Linked DNA regions of Rattus norvegicus: region 2 is linked to region 1. A link is a contact called in public Hi-C data. All regions are on one chromosome and are shown on one strand. Each heading gives the region's core, a stretch centred on a gene start, on an enhancer-like site or on the middle of the called end of the contact. The rest is flanking DNA. Distances are from core to core; before and after follow the strand shown. Region 1 overlaps Lama3 (laminin subunit alpha 3). Region 2 overlaps Ttc39c (tetratricopeptide repeat domain 39C).

Region 1 (4,364 bases), core at 1,521-4,020:
TGCAGCCCAGAAAGAGGCTCCTTTCCCCATCTGCTGGAGCTTGTGTGGCTTGAACTTTCCTCTGACACCAAGGGTGAGTTTCTTTACCAGCTTGCTGAGGTGTGAGGCAAACAGGGCAGTAACTGCTATAAACCATAAAGATTCACAGACTCCCGAGAAGCAAGCAACCGCAGAGGAGTTCTATTAGGACAGCCACGACCTCATAGCTTGAGATGGGGCAGCAGGCCTGCAGGCCAGAGGAAGGGCTTCCTCAGGAGAGATGGCCATGATGGATAGTATACCTGGGGGTCCCGAGGGAAGAGGACAGGCCCTTCAGTTAACAGCATGCTGGGAGAGTTACAACACACCATAGGGCCTTAAAGGGAATAAAACAATCTTTGGTTCCTAGAGCCAGGGGAAGCAGTCTTGTTCTTAGAGTCTTTGGCACGTAAGTCCTGCTGCATGGGACCTGGCTGCACACGAGCAGTCAGGAAGGCCCTGAGGAGAGTCTGGCTGTAACTCAGGGCAGCAGGGGACGGGGCAGCTTGGCCTGCAGCTGTACTGTGGAGGACCTCTGCTATTTAAGAACTGCAAGGTCTGAGCTGCCTTCAGCTCTCTGCAGGGACACAGACCGATCTGGGGCAGGGAGTGCAGGAAGGTTTGTCATGTGACTGAAAGCTTCCTCAGGGACAGAAGCAGACTCCTTTATACTGACTTTATACGTGACTGAGAGGCACGGCTGGCAGCATGCTTGGATAGGCCTTTGGCAAACATCTTGTGCATTTCTGTACCCAGGCATTTAACTGCTGTGTCATGTGTTTGAGTTTGACAAATACACCAGTGTTCCAACACGATTAACCAAACCTACTTCTTTAACTCTTAATAGATGTGTGATCCATGCCTCAGTTTCTCCATTTTGCAGGGGAACATTTGTTCTGCATCTGTCTTTGGCATGATTACAAATTAAATTATGGGTGTTCCTCTTCCCAACCCTCCCCCCATTGCCGCTCTCCCCCCAACAATCACGTTCACTGGGGGTTCAGTCTTAGCAGGACCCAGGGCTACCCCTTCCACTGGTGATCTTACTAGGATATTCATTGCTACCTATGAGGTCAGAGTCCAGGGTCAGTCCATGTATAGTCTTTAGGTAGTGGCTTAGTCCCTGGAAGCTCTGGTTGCTTGGCATTGTTGTTCATAATGGGTCTCGAGCCCCTTCGAGCTCTTCCAGTTCTTTCTCTGATTCCTTCAACGGGGGTCCTATTCTCAGTTCAGTGGTTTGCTGCTGGCATTCGCCTCTGTATTTGCTGTATTCTGGCTGTGTCTCTCAGGAGAGATCTACATCCGGCTCCTGTCGGCCTGTACTTCTTTGCTTCATCCATCTTGTCTAATTGGATGGCTGTATATGCATGGGCCACATGTGGGGCAGGCTCTGAATGGGTGTTCCTTCTGTCTCTAGTGGCTGGCATTTTAAACACAGGGCTTGTTTTAGTTTTTTAACTTGTTTGTATTGTTGCTATAGCAGGATACCAGAAGCTGGGTAATTTATAAAGAGAAGATGCTTACTTAGGTCATGGTTCTGGAGGCCAGAGAGTACAAGATCAGGTAGCCATCTCTGGCAAGGACCTCTTTGCATAGCTTACCAATACTGAGGGTGCCACATGGTGGGAGCTTGCGCTGCAGTTCCAATTGGTCACTTGTTCCGAAGAAGAGAGGCAAAGATGGCTGGTGCTCCTTAATAGCCCACTCTCTAATGACTGACCCCACCCCGGGAGGGAAGAACTCACTGTTGCAAAGTGATGTTCATGAAGGCTCTGGCCCATAATATAACTGATTCTGTTAAGTTCTGCCCCCAAGACCAGGAGACTTAGTGAGGGAGGAGGAAAGGCTGCTTCTGAGTGAGAGACAGAGAGGGGCAAAGAATGAGAGACAAGGAGCTAGAGAGACAGTCAGAGCACGAGAGTGAGAGACAGAGAGACAGAGAGACCTAGAGACCTAGAGACAGAGAGTGAGCCATGGTGGCAGGGACATTTTAAAGGGTGTGCATGGCACATTTAGCAGCTGGAGATGACATGGCCCCTGGTGCTGAGTCACTGAAGGCAGGCTGGGGTAAAGCTACAATGCAGTCCAAGTCCAAGAGCAGGTTGCGTCACTTTCTGCCGAGGCTCTTCTGGTCTGTCTGGAGCTAGGGACACGCAGGCACGGCTGGAACAGTTTGGAATGCTGGTCAACCTGGGGTTAGCCACTTTGAAGCTGTCTAGGATGCAGATTTTGAGGGAACAAAAAGAGTTGGCAGGTCGGTGGAACAAATATATATTGGGGCTGAAGAGAAAGTTAAGGAGTTTAGGGGGGAATTTATTCTTAGATGTACATTTGAAACTTTTAGGCCCATGGTCCTCATAGTTGAGGGAGGGGTGTCCCAAGTCCAGGGAAAGGGGTGATGGTCATGAGGAGATCCCACCCTCAGGAATAAACAGAATATAATTATCTGGAGTCCATTTGACCCATCGAGAGGTAGATTCAAGTTGATTCACTGAAGCTTACTAGGGTTTTTTAAGTTTACAAAAGGAGATGTTTTAGATATGTTGGCATCACCACTGTTTGTGATCTGTGCTGAAGTCCACACTGTAGAAAAGGCAGCAGACTCATTCCTTTGGGTCATAGTAGAAGCCTGGGGACCCAAAACGATTTTAGGTTAAAAGCATGAACACTCTTACCTCTATCCAGAAGACTGTGTGTACATAGATAAGACAGATGACATTGGCACCATGAGAAGCACTTTTAAGTCTATATTTAGAAGGCAACCAAAGGGAATTTAAAATCTTGATCGTGTGACTAGGCAGTGCTTAACACAGCTAGGTTAATAGCTTATCAAAATGCCACTGGTTAATATTACAACTCTGAATTTTTGAAGCCTTAGTGTAACAACAACATAGAGAGGGAAGGAAATCTGGAACATTTTTCACTTTTTTCTACCATAAGTCACTTTTTTATGCCTTTTAGCCACCTTAAAACATCTTCTTAGACCCTAAAACTTTTTCTTAGATCCCCACAACTTAAGCTTTTACATCTTCAGATCTTACATAAACTTTATACCCTTTTTCTATCCAATTACTTTCCATGAGACATAGGGTGATCACTGAGAGCAGCTGCTGTGAAGTGAGTTCCTGTAAATGAAGAAATGGTAAAATGTGTCACTGAAATCTGTTCTGTAGGATTACCTCTTTTCAGAGTCTGGTGGCAAGGTAAACTGTGTCTAGACCTAGGAACCTGTGTCTAGACCTAGGAACCCGTGTCTAGACCTAGAAAACTGTGTCTAGGCCTAGGAACCCGTGTCTAGACCTAGGAACCCGTGTCTAGACCTAGGAACCCGTGTCTAGACCTAGGAACCTGTGTCTAGACCTAGGAACCCGTGTCTAGACCTAGGAACCCGTGTCTAGACCTAGGAACCCGTGTCTAGACCTAGGAACCTCTGTGTCTAGACCTAGGAAACTGTGTCTAGACCTAGGAACCTGTGTCTAGACCTAGGAACCCGTGTCTAGACCTAGAAAACTGTGTCTAGGCCTAGGAACCCGTGTCTAGACCTAGGAACCCGTGTCTAGACCTAGGAACCCGTGTCTAGACCTAGGAACCTGTGTCTAGACCTAGGAACCCGTGTCTAGACCTAGGAACCTGTGTCTAGACCTAGGAACCTGTGTCTAGACCTAGGAAACTGTGTCTAGACCTAGGAAACTGTGTCTAGACCTAGGAACCCGTGTCTAGACCTAGGAACCCGTGTCTAGACCTAGGAACCCGTGTCTAGACCTAGGAACCCGTGTCTAGACCTAGGAACCCGTGTCTAGACCTAGGAACCTCTGTGTCTAGACCTAGGAAACTGTGTCTAGACCTAGGAACCTGTGTCTAGACCTAGGAAACTGTGTCTAGACCTAGGAACCTGTGTCTAGACCTAGGAAACTGTGAATAGACCTAGGAAACTGTGAATAGACCTAGGAAACTGTGAATAGACCTAGGAAACTGTGAATAGATCTAGGAAACTGTGAATAGACCTAGAAAGCAGTGTCTACCTCTAGGAAAGAAAGTGAAGCCCGAAGCCTGACTCTTATACAGGAAGAGGACTGCAGAGGCAGCTGAAACCTTGGTTGCTGCTGTTACACTGACAAATCTGTCACTAGCCTAGTCATCAACCTCATCAGAGACCTGAGAAGGATGAACTTCACCAGGGTAAACAGGAAGTGAAGACTAAGCAGCTTCCAAATTGATTAAACCAACAGAGACTTACAGGCTGCCAGGACAGTCACCCCAGGTTCCTCTGTGGTCGTTGGGGCAGAGGTCCCAGGCAGCACGAGTCTTCAGCTGCCAGAACCCAGAGGATCTGACAGACTTTCTTG
Region 2 (4,464 bases), core at 1,922-4,421, 170 kb after region 1:
TGTCCTCAGACCTCTAAATTAATAACCTTGTTAATCTATATGTCTACTTAGTTTTTAAAAAGTATTTAATATACTAATTATAATTAAATTATACACATACATGCATGCATGTATACATGCATGAGAACTCACATATACTCACACTCATATATACACTCACACATAGACTCATACCCACGTATACACATGCTCATACACACATACATATTCATACACACTCACATAGATACATACAGACACTCACACACATACTCATACACTCACAGACACCCACACACAGATACACACAGTCTCAGTCTGTCTCCCCTCCCCTCCTCTTCTCTCCTCTTTCTCTCTGACAATAAAATTTAAGTCTCCTTTCCTGGCCAGGGCACAGTGCCTTTGGGAGTGCTACAAAACTCCCATTCCTCACTTGCTGTAGGCTGCTGTAGGCATGCCTACTGACCCAATTTGAGGCACCCCAGAACAGCCTTACGACTTCAGTTCTACCTCCCATAAACAGTGTAACTCTGGTTTAGTCTTTCCCATCAGTGCTTTCCACATGCCGGCCCTGGGCCGAGGAGGGTTGGGGAGCAATCATGGGAGACACAGCAGCACTGAACGTTTATCTCCCATAAACCAGTCAGTTTGGAAATGGAGCCTGAGTGTCACCCACACTGGCTGGGGCAGAATTCTTGGTGGCTGTGCTGTGATAGCAGGGCAGCCTTTCCTGGGAGCTCTTGTGTCTTGCACATAACCATTTCAGGGCTGTGGGCTCTGCTCCCCCAGGGTGAGTAAGCAGACAGACAGCTCCCAGACTCTAGGAGTCTGTCCTGATTTTCATAAGCAGTCAGTTTCTGGGGGAGCCTGGTATGACTGTAGTTGTGCGTTCTAGAGCCATGACTCTTGATGGCACCAGACCTGCACCCTCTTTGGATGGCAGACAGTTTATGATTCCCCCTTTATGGTCTGAAATGAGATTGGCAGTGAGGTATCCTATAGTATGTAGTTAGAAGCTGCTGCTGTGAAGAGATTTGGATGTAAAAGATGAGAAGCTTTTGCACACAAGTAGAGAGTGACAGGGCCATGCACTCTAACAGCAGGAAGTTGCAGCACGTTGCTCTGTGTTAATAGAAAATGGGGTGATCCTGACAGAGGGAGACTCCTGGCTGGCAAGGGAAGGAACCAAAGAACACGACACTGTTAGCATGGGCCAGGCTGCCCTGGTCAGGGAAGTGTCAAAATAATCAAGTTCCCGTTTAAGTACACGGGCTGTACCCTGACCAAATGCCTTGGCTAACACTTTGTATCTTGAAATCCCACCTCCAGTCAAGGCTATAGAAGCCTGCCCTCCTAGCCATTCAGGGTTAGACAATGAATTGGAAGGGCTTTGTAAGGCAGTTGGCCATTCTCAGTATCTGAGTAGAGTTAAAAAATAGAAGAGACGACAATGTATGCTGCTCTTGTTGAAGACCCGAGTTCAGTTCCTAAAACCCATGTGAGGTGACTCACAGCCACTCAGAACTCCATCTCCAGGGGACCCGACACCATTTTGTGGCCTCTGGACACCTACATTCATGTGCACACACCCACACAGCAACATAAACATAAACATATACATATGATTAAATTAATAAAATCTTGTTTAAAACAAACAGTCCCCAATCTTCTTAACAAAGTTGCTAAAACACATCAGAACTTGACCAAAAATAAAAATAAGTAAATCGAATAATTGCACGTCTTGGTGTCCAGTGTCCATGTCTTCAGTAGTGTATGGGATGTTGAATACATTAAAGGAGGCTGTAATATACTGCATAAATCCCAGCATATGATACAAGTGAACACATGGTAGTGGTGCTGTGATGTGTATCCCCTAAAACCACAAGCAGTTCGGCTGTTAGGAACAGTTTCCAAAACTGGGGTCAAACCCCGACAAAGCCTGTCTTTGGATGTTGTGATGAAGATGGTGGACTCTTTGCACTTATAGTTTCTACAGCCTTGAGATAAACCAACCATGGATTGAAAATACCTGACGGAAAGGAATTCCAGAAATTTCTAGAAGACAAAATTAGCATTTGCTATGCATCAAGTATTATGCTGAATTGACACAAATGGAGCAGTGTTGTGGCTTTATATGATTTTAGGTAATCTCAGTGACTGGAGGCTATGGAGGGTGTGCATGGGTTATCTGTACATACTGAGCATCTGAACCATGAGGGCCTGGACTAGTGTCCCTGAAAACCAGCGACAGTCCTATTCCTTTCTGTGTAAATAGAAATCAGTTCGAGAGATAAAGCAGTTTTATATCTTCATAATCAAGAGATAATAACACATGGCATTGTGGGACAGAGTCCAGAGAGCTCGCACACTGCAGGACTGTGTGCATCTGTGGCCCTGGTCCTGTCTGTGATAGAGCACACACTGCAGGTATAGCTTGGGTCAATTCCAGGTCCCACGGTTTTCTAAATGTCTTCATGAGAAACACTGGGACTGGGAGGCTCAGGACAGGCTTCCTTGTCTGTAGTGAGGCCAGGGCTGTGACAAACACCACAGCGCTTGGGCTTCACTAACGGGCTGCAGAAGCAGGAGACTGCCCAAGCGGAAGCTGTGGCTGTGTGGCATAGTGGAGAATGCAGAACCTCAGTCCCATCTGTAGTCGCAGGTACAAGTTTCCCTGGGGCAGGAAGAGCCCCCAAGTTGAATCCCACAGGTTTGTCATCTGAAGCACCAGTTTTTCGTGGTCACACACATGCTACTTCTAGGTCCCATATAGTTCCTAGAAGCATTGTCAGCCCCAGTTCTCCTGTCCCTTACTGGGCACATACAGAGCCACCTACCCAGTACAGAACTAAACTGCAGCTCCTGGGCCTCTGTAGCCTTAAGGTCTGTTTCCAAAGCCTAGATTCTCTAACCTGTTGTTACTCAAGTCTTCTCAGCTGTGAACCTCAGGTACTGACTTATCAGTGTTCTCCCCAGATATCCAATAAGCTTTTTAAGATGTCCACTGTACAAATTAAAACACAGGTCTTTAGAATTAAAAGGCCCACATCTCCAGAAAGGAGGACATAGTTGTTCAAAAGCTACATAGCTTTAAAAGACCACTTTCTCACATGCGGGACAGACAGGAGGCCTTGTGGTGACTCTGCCCTTCTTGTATTTAGAAGCAACTGGCAGGGCCCCATAGTACAGAGCACTTCTGTTCCCATTCTCAGTATGACATCAGCTGCATGTTAGCTCAGCCTGTTTTCACAGGTTCCCTGCACATCAAGATTCCTTGCTGGGTGGGGCATTTCAGGAAAAATCTGTCTGAGCCTGAGACTTCTCACTCTCGGTGAGTGAAGACTCCCCACATAAATACCACATCTGCTTTAGGACTGTGTCCTGCCGTGACTGTGCCATTTCCCCCTGAGCTTTACTTTGGTACAGCGTACCATAAGATTGCCATCAAGGACACACAGATTCGAAGAGCCTTATCCTTGATCATTAGTAAGTCTTTCTAACATGATTTGCATCCAAGTTCAGGTTGAATTTGCGAACTGATAGAGACTCCTTAAAAAAGCAGTTGATTAAAGTAAAATCTGCTGCGTGGCCTCTTTAGGGTTTTCCCAGTAGGATGAGTCACTGTGAAAGGCTTCGAGTGGCTGTTTTTCCATCCCTTATTCTGAGCAGTGAATTGCAAAATCTCAAGTTATGCTGTGTCAGGGAAATTGGTGGAATATCAAGAAATGAACTTGATACTCTTCTGTCTTGCAAATCCCGCTCATCATCTCTGGTTGAAACCAACCTGAAGAAGGGGTTGAGATCCTCAGATCTGTGCGGTGGGACAGGACTCTAGAATGGAGCTGCCTGGAGACCCACCTGGGAGAAACTGAGTTCCACGTCACAGTCAGTTTCACATTCGTTTAATTACTCAGAAAAGGAGTTCTGTTGACATCTGAAATGCCATTCGCGTCAGCTGTCAACCCCATATGTGATCCAATTTTTCTGTTGTTATTTCCACATAGATGATTGATGATACACTTAGTAGCTTGAGTTATGGAGATTGCAGAGTGAGCAAGCTAGAAATCACTTTCTTAAAGTAACACAGAAGGAGAGAAGGGACCATGGAAGTAGATGTGGTCAGCTCAAGGAGCTTCGCTGAAGTTGGGACTACAGAGGGGGACAATTAGAGTTCGTTCCTGTTCTGGAACAGTCACCACTGGTGAAATAACACGAAAGTGGGGGGCACGGATGCGCTGCACAGCCCTCTCATGTCTTGGGCCTGGAGTGAGCCTTGAGAGAACATAATGAAACTGAGGAGCTCTCTTCTGAATAGAATAATTTTAGACTGCAAAACAACAGAAACTCATCACAGAGCCATTGATGTCTAGGAAATGATGGTGGAGAAATTTTCAGAATAATGAAGTAAACACTGAGATGCCCTACTGAGATGGTCTGCAGGGAATGCAAGGCTGTCTCAGTGAGCGGCAGACACCTGCAGAGCTC

Evidence for each region. Hi-C and Micro-C count contacts between places; a contact is called where the count stands out from the background.
Region 2: a Hi-C map of the A7r5 cell line shows a contact between it and region 1, with 1.9 times the contacts expected there. The contact joins two enhancer-like sites. A contact is called at or near these places in 4 of 12 Hi-C or Micro-C datasets (the A7r5 cell line, Schwann cells, frontal cortex and 1 more).

The regions. Positions count from the first base shown.
Region 1 is chr18:3,919,166-3,923,529 of GRCr8, forward strand. The region is part of intron 27 of Lama3 (laminin subunit alpha 3); the gene reads left to right. LOC134482906 (a long non-coding RNA gene) reads right to left here. Exons shown (of 3, transcript XR_010059621.1): 3 at 830-2,647. Among named protein-coding and RNA genes, the nearest start is that of Lama3, 120 kb to the left of the region's middle. Within about 2 kb of position 2,771, at least 11 of the 93 cell types and tissues checked have an H3K27ac peak or open chromatin away from gene starts, as enhancers often do. A contact at or near this core is called in the A7r5 cell line, where this site is marked.
Region 2 is chr18:4,088,115-4,092,578 of GRCr8, forward strand. All of the region lies in intron 1 of Ttc39c (tetratricopeptide repeat domain 39C), which reads left to right. Among named protein-coding and RNA genes, the nearest start is that of Ttc39c, 10 kb to the left of the region's middle. Within about 2 kb of position 3,172, at least 14 of the 93 cell types and tissues checked have an H3K27ac peak or open chromatin away from gene starts, as enhancers often do. A contact at or near this core is called in the A7r5 cell line, where this site is marked.